Regions from separate parts of the Mus musculus genome. Here all the other regions are linked to region 1. A link is a contact called in public ChIA-PET and Hi-C data. All regions are on one chromosome and are shown on one strand. Each heading gives the region's core, a stretch centred on a gene start, on an enhancer-like site or on the middle of the called end of the contact. The rest is flanking DNA. Distances are from core to core; before and after follow the strand shown.

Evidence for each region. A called contact is a pair of places that touch in the nucleus more often than the background predicts. ChIA-PET counts read pairs in DNA pulled down with a chosen protein or histone mark.
Region 2: a contact with region 1 is called in an RNA polymerase II ChIA-PET map of memory CD8 T cells, with 9 read pairs. The contact joins two enhancer-like sites. A contact is called at or near these places in 2 of 115 datasets of contacts at active chromatin or transcription factors (effector CD8 T cells and memory CD8 T cells) and 1 of 9 other capture datasets (adipose tissue).
Region 3: a contact with region 1 is called in a Hi-C map of bone marrow-derived macrophages, with 29 read pairs. The contact joins two enhancer-like sites. A contact is called at or near these places in 1 of 39 promoter capture datasets (hematopoietic stem and progenitor cells), 3 of 15 datasets of contacts at CTCF or cohesin (the NIH/3T3 cell line, large pre-B cells and pro-B cells), 51 of 484 Hi-C or Micro-C datasets (the 63-12 cell line, B cells, the C10 cell line and 31 more), 22 of 115 datasets of contacts at active chromatin or transcription factors (CD8 T cells, the HPC-7 cell line, bone marrow-derived macrophages and 13 more) and 4 of 9 other capture datasets (adipose tissue, embryonic stem cells, liver and 1 more).

Annotation. Positions count from the first base shown.
Region 1 is chr17:80,390,348-80,393,128 of GRCm38.p6, forward strand. It overlaps a transcript of Arhgef33 not described here. Among named protein-coding and RNA genes, the nearest start is that of Gm10190, 18 kb to the left of the region's middle. Within about 2 kb of position 1,499, at least 67 of the 459 cell types and tissues checked have an H3K27ac peak or open chromatin away from gene starts, as enhancers often do. A contact at or near this core is called in B cells, CD8 T cells, bone marrow-derived macrophages and 3 more, where this site is marked.
Region 2 is chr17:80,520,587-80,523,719 of GRCm38.p6, forward strand. Cdkl4 (cyclin-dependent kinase-like 4) reads right to left here. Exons shown (of 10, transcript NM_001360143.1): 10 at 2,964-3,133. Among named protein-coding and RNA genes, the nearest start is that of Sos1, 42 kb to the left of the region's middle. Within about 2 kb of position 1,700, at least 29 of the 459 cell types and tissues checked have an H3K27ac peak or open chromatin away from gene starts, as enhancers often do. A contact at or near this core is called in memory CD8 T cells, where this site is marked.
Region 3 is chr17:80,558,380-80,561,177 of GRCm38.p6, forward strand. Cdkl4 (cyclin-dependent kinase-like 4) reads right to left here. Exons shown (of 10, transcript NM_001360143.1): 2 at 1,971-2,195. The coding sequence starts at 2,138. Among named protein-coding and RNA genes, the nearest start is that of Cdkl4, 18 kb to the right of the region's middle. Within about 2 kb of position 1,517, at least 36 of the 459 cell types and tissues checked have an H3K27ac peak or open chromatin away from gene starts, as enhancers often do. A contact at or near this core is called in B cells, CD8 T cells, bone marrow-derived macrophages and 2 more, where this site is marked.

The DNA.
Region 1 (2,781 bases), core at 249-2,748:
CCTCATCTTTCTGAGATCCTGTGTGGTGTGACTACTTCATCTTTTGAGATTTGTCTTACCTTCCTATTAAGACAGCAAGTCCTCTCAAGGGCAAGGCTATGCTTGCTTTTTTTTTTAATGCTTCATAAATCACTTCCACTTTGCATATGGCCAAACTTCAGCACCGTCAGCTCAGTCCCTCACATTTCTGTTTAAGGAAAACGCCAATCAGAGGAGAAGATACAGACATCTTCAGAACCAATTAAAGATATCATGCCACTCTCACTGATACTAAAACACTTCTCCAATGAAAAGAGTAATGGGTTACTCTGTTTCCTTCTGGCGCATTCCATAATCTTTCTAGATAGCACTGTAAGCTGAAAGGGGAGGTGGGGGCTTTAGTGACCGTGATATTTGGCTTAATGACGAGTTAGGGATGAAGTCAAGGTGAGACAGTTGCTCTACCTCTGGTCTCCAGCCCTCTGACCACTGGTGTCTGCAGGAAATGATCCGGGTGATAGGAGAATGAAGCCACTTTACCAGAGATGCAGACTTTCCTGCTAGGAGGTCCCAGGAGTGACTTGCAGCCTTGAAGAGTCTACATACAAGCCCACGCAAGGAGCATGTTATTTCTCGGAGTTCAGAATTGGACCATCTGAGAAAGGGATGTGTGGGTTACAATGCTAAGGTTCTTTTGCTGGGCTATTTCATTTTGTAAGAGTTTAAGCTCATCTGAGATTGAAGCTAGATTGTTTATGAAACTCCTGAAGTGGAATTCTGTGGTAGCTGATGGCTAACTGCTTTTCCACCTCGTCTTTCTTATGTCATCTCAGCGATGACACTGTGATTCCCGGATTCCCAGAACTGCCTCAGTCCTGTTAGAGTGGGGTGACTTTGGGCTTGGTCCACAGAGCTGCATTTACATTTAGCTATTCTGAGATTTTGAATTCCTAAATTTGTCACCTATGTAATAAGCGCTTTGCATTGAAATTTTATTAAAGTACATTCATACACATGGCAAGTATTCCTTATTAACTGGCAAACTGATTTTATATTCAAGAAAAAAAATCAATTGCAAGCCCTGACAAATGAATGACTAAATGTCTTAGATAACAGTCTTAGGACAATAAAATTATCTAGTGTTTATACTAACTTTTTCACAAAACATTGCCATTAGTAAGTTTCTACAAGAGCCCAAAACAGCAATGCTTCCAGTAAAGTTGGGATTCCTTGTCACACAGTGATTTAGAAACAGAAGTGGCTTTAGGACTTGTGGCTGCTAAGCATTCTGGGATTTGTGGTTTCCTTTGATGTCAGATTTACTTTTTTAAATGTTCAAACTTATATCTAAGCCTTTCCCACAGTATCTTCCCCACCTCAGTTAGTGGTAATCTTCATTCGTGTTGCTCTGGCCTCAAGCCTTGAAGTTGGCTTTGACAGCTCTGGGTTTGTGTCTGTCAGGATGTTCGGGCTGTGGTGAAGTGGGCGTGGTCTGATACGGTCCCGACTCAGTCTTTGCCCTGGCTTCCGCTCCGCTGCCCTCGTCCGCCCCCTCGTGCTCTTACTTTAGTCCTTCCCCACACACAGTGAGTGTAAAGTGGATCTTGCCAATGCTTCAGCCCCAACCCAAGTCAGCGCCTCTCACCCTTGCGCCTGCTGCAAGCCTTTAATATCATGTGCTGACTCCCAGCCAATCATTTTCGTTGCTACTTCCTAACTGTAGTTTTGCTACTGTATGAATTGTAATGTAAATATCTGTGCTTTCCAGTAGTCTTAGGTGACCCTGTGAAAGGCCATTCAAGTCCTCCCTGGAGCGGTGATGCCCAGGTTGGGGACGGGCTCTAAGAATGATGACAATGGCGTTTAAAGCTTTAAGTGATCTTCAGTGCTTAACTCCCAGTGGCACCTCTTTATAGTCTATCCATATCCATTTCTCACCTACACTAGCAGCCTCGGTGCTCTCAGATATACCAAGGATGCCCCTGCCTCTGAACTATTGAACTGGCTCTTGCCTGAGCCACTTAGATGTCTCATTATTTCACCTCTTGGAAGGTTTGTGTACCTCTATGAGGCTAACTAATCACTACAGTTAAATTCCACACTTCTACTCACCAGTCCTCTTTTCTCTTCATAACAGTTACATTTGTTTTGTTTGTTTTCTCAAGACAGAATTTCTCTGTGTAGCTCTGGCTGTCCTCCATAGACCAGGCTGGCCTTGAACTCAGAGATCTGCCTGCCTCTGCCTTTCAAGTGCTGGGATCAAAGGCTTGCGCCACCACTGCCCTGTAGTTACATTTTTAATGTACAATATTCTACTTATAAAATATTGTCTACATATTTATACTAGCTCGTAAATCCCATGAAATGGATTTTTCTTCATTCCTATGTTCTAACATCAGTTCTGTAAGACCAATATTTATTTGTGGCTGAATAGTCAAATGGGCTCTTATCAAATGCTTATAATTTAAGGTCACTCAAAACCAATCTGCATAGTGATAAACAGCACAGAAAGCCATACTGAATCAAATCATAGGATGTCAGGACAGACAGCCAACCTCTTTAGAGTTTTCTAAAGCAGACTCATCCTTTATACTTTTATTTGCCATTTAAAAAAAAAGTGTCAAGTGCTTTGTGGAAGACATTGTGTTGCGCATGTCAGTCATTCACCCAGGGAGTACTAGAAGCAGAATAGACAGGTCTGCTCCACACTTGCTTACTCTGCCACTGGGAATCTTACATTTCTTAATCACTTATCAAGGCAATGAAACCAGCTATTAAAGGTCCCAAAAGGTTAGTGTGGCC
Region 2 (3,133 bases), core at 450-2,949, 130 kb after region 1:
TCGGTAGCACAGAAACAGAAAGTCCCCAGGTTAGTGCCCTGTGACCCTGCTGCAAGTGTGGAGAATGAGCACTCAGACCAGTGCTGGGAAGAGACGTTGCCTTCCTGAGCAGTGTCTTGGCAATGTGCGCGGTGAGCAGTAACACTCTGTAGACTTGCTGACCCAGCAGTTCCATTCGGAGCTGTTTATCTAGATGAATAATCTTGTCCAGTAGATGTGTGCAAAGATTTCGCCATACTAACACTCAAGGCATCGATTTAAAAAGCAAAAACCGGTAATAACTGAATGCCTATAAAATTATGAATACTTATTTTAAAATTAAATGTACTTATTTTACCTTATGTATATGGATGTTTGGCCTACCTGAATGTATGTGTACCACGTGTAAGCCTATTGGAGCCCCTGGAACTGGGGTTATAGATGGCTGTGAGACAATATGTGGGTGGTAGGGAAACGAATACAAGCCCTCTGCAAGAGCAACAAATACTCTTACCCACTAAGCAGTCTCTCTAGCTGCCATTATGTAATAGATTTAAATATTCACAGTATTACAAAGTGACAAGAGGTATAGCTAAGGTGCTATGGCCAGTGTAATTTTATTTCTGTGAAACACAGGTGTCTGTACAAACAGATTAAAATGTTCATGTGTAGAATATAAACAGCCATTATTCTCTCTAGTTCTGGAAGTCATGAGTGAGACTTTCTTCTTTGTTACATTGGTTTTCTTTGGTCCTTCCTTTTCTTTTCTTTCTTTCTTTTTTTTTTTTTTTTAATTTGGGTTTATCTATACTTTTCAGATTGCCCACGAATAATATTATTTATGGAAGAAGAAAAGCCAGTGCTATTTTTAACACTCATCATAGAAAATTTGTAAAATACTCAATCCAGCTGCAAAACACTATTAAAGGATGATTAGACAAAACACTCATTAAACATTTAATTTGATAATTTCTTGAGAGAGATTGTGAGAAAATATTTGGAAAAAATATATACAGAGTAGTTAGTTGTCACCCCTGTGAATCCAGGGGTTTCCTGTTCTTCAAATGGTTGCTTTTACAAAAGAAAAAAAAAAACTTTAACTTTCATTTTTGAGAAAACAAAAGCTATCTAGGAGCTGCGCGGTGGTTTTGCAGTTAGCTCTGGCTGGGTGGTTTGCTTTGTTGTTTTCTACACATTTTTAAACCTTTCCTTTCATCTTTCTCCTTCTTCCTTCCTTCTTCTTTTTTTTTTCTCTTCTCTTCTTTCCTTTCTTCTTTTCTCCCCAACCCCCACTTTTTTTCTTTCTTGAGATAGACTTTCATGTAGCATATTTAAAGCAGAATGCTGGGACAATTTTTTTAAAAAATTCTTTTAGGCTAGCCATTTAGTAGGTCATAATTAGTTTTGGGTTTGCTCAACTTCAAGCCACAAAGAGTTCAAAAGAGCTGGTGGGGTGATGAATACCTTCAATCCCAGCACTGGAGGATTAGGGGTGGAGGCCAGAGGATTAGGAGTTTAGGCCAGCCTTGTCTACAGAGCAAACTCAAGACTGGGCAACCAGAGAGCCCGTCTCAAAACAAAGCAGCAGCAGCAGCAGCAGCAGCAAAGGACAGACAACAAAAATCAAAACACAATCCGCTGAATTGCAGTGGAGAGACCTGAGACTCTATGGTGCCCGGATGTGTGCCTGAGCTGCCCCGCAAACTATGTAGAAGTGGGAAAGCGGCTTCTACTCTGAAGTGGAGGGAGGATGGTAGCGATCCCAGACAGTGACTTCAACGCAGGTAACCAGCACGGACTTGTTTCTAGTGGTAAGCTAGCTGTTGCTGCTTCTCTCCCCTTCCCCCCAAATCTTCCTTCACACCCTTCCACCTTTGTGCTAAGGTTCTAAGTTAACCTTTGACCTCCGCATACACACCTGAGCATGCATGCCTCTCCCCATATATTAAAGAAACAAGTGTAGTTAAAGAAAATTTTAAGTCTTAGAGGGTGCTGAGAATAATTAATACTTATATAGCTTCTTAGATTACAAAGCATATTAACACAATTGTCTTTTTGTTTCATATAATACTCTTCTTTTTTTTCCAGTACTGGGGTTTGAAGTCAGGGCTTCATCCTGGTTGGATGTGAGATGGGATAAAGGGGCCACCACTTCTTGATGGCAAAGAATAGATAGATAGATGGATGGATGGATGTACAGATGAATAGATAAATGTTTAAGAATAATGTAGAGAAAGGATTGAGAAATATCTCTCATCTCTAACTTCCACATGCCCCCACTGGGTGAATATCACACAAACAGGTATGTGCATGTATACACTACACACAAATATGTGTGCACACACACACATGCACAAATACACACACACAAACACACATGCACACACATTCACATGCACACATACTTATATGCACACACATATGTACACACATGCATATATATGCACACACTCACATGAACACACATACACACACAGTCATTCATACACAGAAAGCAGAGAGATTAATTTGAGAGAAAAGAAATGAGGCAGCTTTGACACTACCTCACTCACCACAAATGCTTCTCTCTTTGATAGCTGCTCTGTATTTGGTCTTGAGTTTGTTTCTTCTTTGTAAGCCCACACAAAGCACTCTGCAAGCTGAAACTAAAGATGCACAACCATGCTACATTCTGTAGGACTATACCGGGGCAGAGAAATATGCTGTTAAATAAAATAGAAAGACTCTTGCAGCCAAAGTTGCGAAGCTACTAAAGCTAAAGTTGTCAAGATGTTCTCAGAACTAAGTGTCTGGCTGGTCAGCCTGGGAGAGCTTTTGCTAGTTTCCCATTTGTAAAAATCCCCTCGAGAGCAGTTTGCTGAGTCAGCTGTTCAGATATTGCAACCTGTTGGAAACACAAGGTGGAAATCACAAAGAGAGGGGACAGTTTTCTCAGTTAAGTATGAAGCATTAGGTAATAGACTAATCATTGATTTGAATAAAAGTTAGGAGACAGAAATGTTTCTGGCTTTTATTAAAATAATTTAAAGAACAACCAAGGTATATACACAAATATACAGCCACAAAAATGTTTAATCTTTATATAGCTTTCTTAAACATCTTAAATTTTTAAAATCCATATTATATGTTTAATATAATTCAATCAAAACCTCTT
Region 3 (2,798 bases), core at 267-2,766, 170 kb after region 1:
AGCTAGCTAACATGGCTACTCTGCCTCTGCCGAGAGAGACCAGATAGTTTAGGGTTCACAGTAGCTCACCTCTGAGAGTGGTGGGGTATTAGCTACATGGGAAGCTAGGGCAAAAACCAGGACATATGACCTCACCTGTTTGTAACTCCTTTCCCTTGTATATCTAGCAAACAGATCAATTTTCCTACACACAACAACAACAACAAAATCACCTGACAGCTGCTGCCCAATAGTTGGGGAAATGAGAATCTATTCTAACTAGGAAGGAAATGTGTCCAGAGCCCCGGGTCAATCTGCATTCTGTGTATGTCCAGGACTGAAAGAGCCGAAGGTCAAAGGGCGACAGGGGTACTTTCACAAGACACGCGCTGCAAGAGAGCTCTAGCAAAACCACGGGTTGGAAGCTGGACCGTTTCCCTGCCAGGTGGACAAGGGATTTCCAGACGCTGCAGCTCCACGCGGTGCCCGAGTGTAACCTGGCCAAACTGTCCAGGGGCCGGCCAGCGATTCACAGCTCCTTAGCAAATGACCTTGACTTAGCCGGTGCTGTGGTTGCCTGGGGTGTAAAGGGTAGTGTGAAGGAAAGGCCAATCCAAGTTAAATAGGAGGAGAGTGTGAGGAACATAAAGGAGGATGTGTTCCCAGCTAGCAAGGGAGCAACAGCAAGAGGCAGGAAAGAAGGTTCTGAGCCTGGCGGAGGGGACGAAGCTTGGGCTACTTTGCGTCTTAGGTTCACCCTTAGATTTGGGCTGTTTTAAATTAGAAGGTAAACCTGCAAGCAATAATCTAAGTATTAGATTTATCTAAAGACCAGAGAGGGCGCGGGAGAAGGTTAAGTTAGCAGCTTTTTTTGGTCTTAGATCCTGCAGCTTTGCCCAACAATGTCCGCCGGACCCAACAATGTCACTAGCGCCCTCTGCCGACCAAGTATTAAGATCGAACTTTTTTTTTTTTTTTAAATCAAATTCTATTTTAAATAAAACTGCAACTGATGGGGAAAACTTATGCATATGATACTTGAAAAGTAGAAACAATCTAATTGTTCTTCACATTTACAAGCCGAAAGTCCATTAAAAATAATATGAGATACTTAGAAAGTGACTGTGTGCTCTTCAAACTGTAGGGTCTTGCTAATGAACGTGTGTTCACCCATTAGTGGTGTCTCCACCCCTGGGAGCTTGTTAAAAATGAGACACTTTGGAACCCATCCCAGATCCCTCTACCTCTAAACTCTGTATTTCAGTAGATTTAGGGGTTCCACGGATGTTCGCATTGGAGAAGCACACCCCAGGCCTGAAAGTTCTTTTAAAAAATGTAAGGATTTTTAGGCTGGGCAAACATTTCCATTGGGAACACATGAAACTTCTACATGGAGTTCCATCAAAGACAATGGCAACAAAAGGAAACAATGTAAAAACCATGAAGGTGGCTGGGTGATTCTTAGGCACAGGCAGGTCCTGTTGATACCTCCACCGGTACTGGGGGCCCCCTCTCTGCCGGGAAGGGAAGTGCTCCTGTAGTTCTGCTGGTTGGTTGGAAAAGTGTGTGGGGGCAATGTCCAGAAGACAAGGCAGGCATCTGGTAAATAGTGGGGTCAGGACACTTGGGTGGATGTTTCCAAATCAGGATGTGGTGTACTGAAGGCCAATGCTTCCATGTTTTAACCCCCTACTCACACATCCAGTTAAAGTCAGAAGCCAAAGTCCAACAATGCTTCCCAAAGTGGCTGAACCCCAGGAGTTAAGTCGGACTTGTCGCCTGGCAGTGGTGGCGCACGCCTTTAATCCCAGCACTTGGGGGGCAGAGGCAGGCGGATTTCTGAGTTCGAGGCCAGCCTGCTCTACAGAGTGAGTTCCAGGACAGCCACGGCTGCACAGAGAAACCCTGTCTCTTCTCACTCGTTTTAGTGTGCCTGCCTCACGCAGCATCTTCAGAGTGCAGATGCCGCCTGCAGAGCGGGACGGACCTACCTTCAGCATACGGATTTCCCGCAGGGCTATTTTCCTAACGACACGATCATCTTCAGATTCCACGAATTTTTTGATCGCTACTACTTGTCCAGAAGATTTGTTTCTGCACTTGAATACAACGCCATAAGACCCTTCTCCGATCTTAGCTAGCTTTTCATACTTTTCCATTTTAGTTACAGCGACTTAATTTTAGTGTACCGGTCGACTTGAAGTTCAGCGTTGCACCTGGAAAATAAGAACGACTTTTCTTAATCAAGCGGATACAGGATGGTTTGCCTGGGTGGCCCAAGGTTTATTTCCACACTTTAATGTTTGCTTTTTTGTGTGCAGTAGAAGTGAACTCTCAATGGTATTTTGTTAGCACAGCTCTCTAGTCTTCTGGGGTCATTTCTGACAGTGGCTCTGTGCTGACCACATTTAGTTAACACAACCAAGCCTTGTCCGATTTATTGTTTTTATTACCTGGAGTAAATGATTAAAATACAGGGCTGTAAAATGCAGCTAAGGGGGCTGGACTTTCATACCCTTGAATAAGGAAGGTGTTTGCCTTCTTAGCTAGCTCACCGGAACCCCACCGTGAAGGGGAAGAATTGCGCAACAAGGCAGACTACAAAGCTCAACGTCCCCACCTGGTGGAGAGGAGAGGGAAAACCATGGTCGCTGAACAAGGCGGCTTTTCTCAGGACACTATTTCCTTAAAATGTTTGGATTCCATTTATTCTGGTTGTTGTTGTTGTTGTTGTTGTGTATATGAGATATATGAGATGTGTATGGATATGATATAAATCTGAGGTGTATATGTCTGTGTAGAAGGCGGTAAATTTGGAA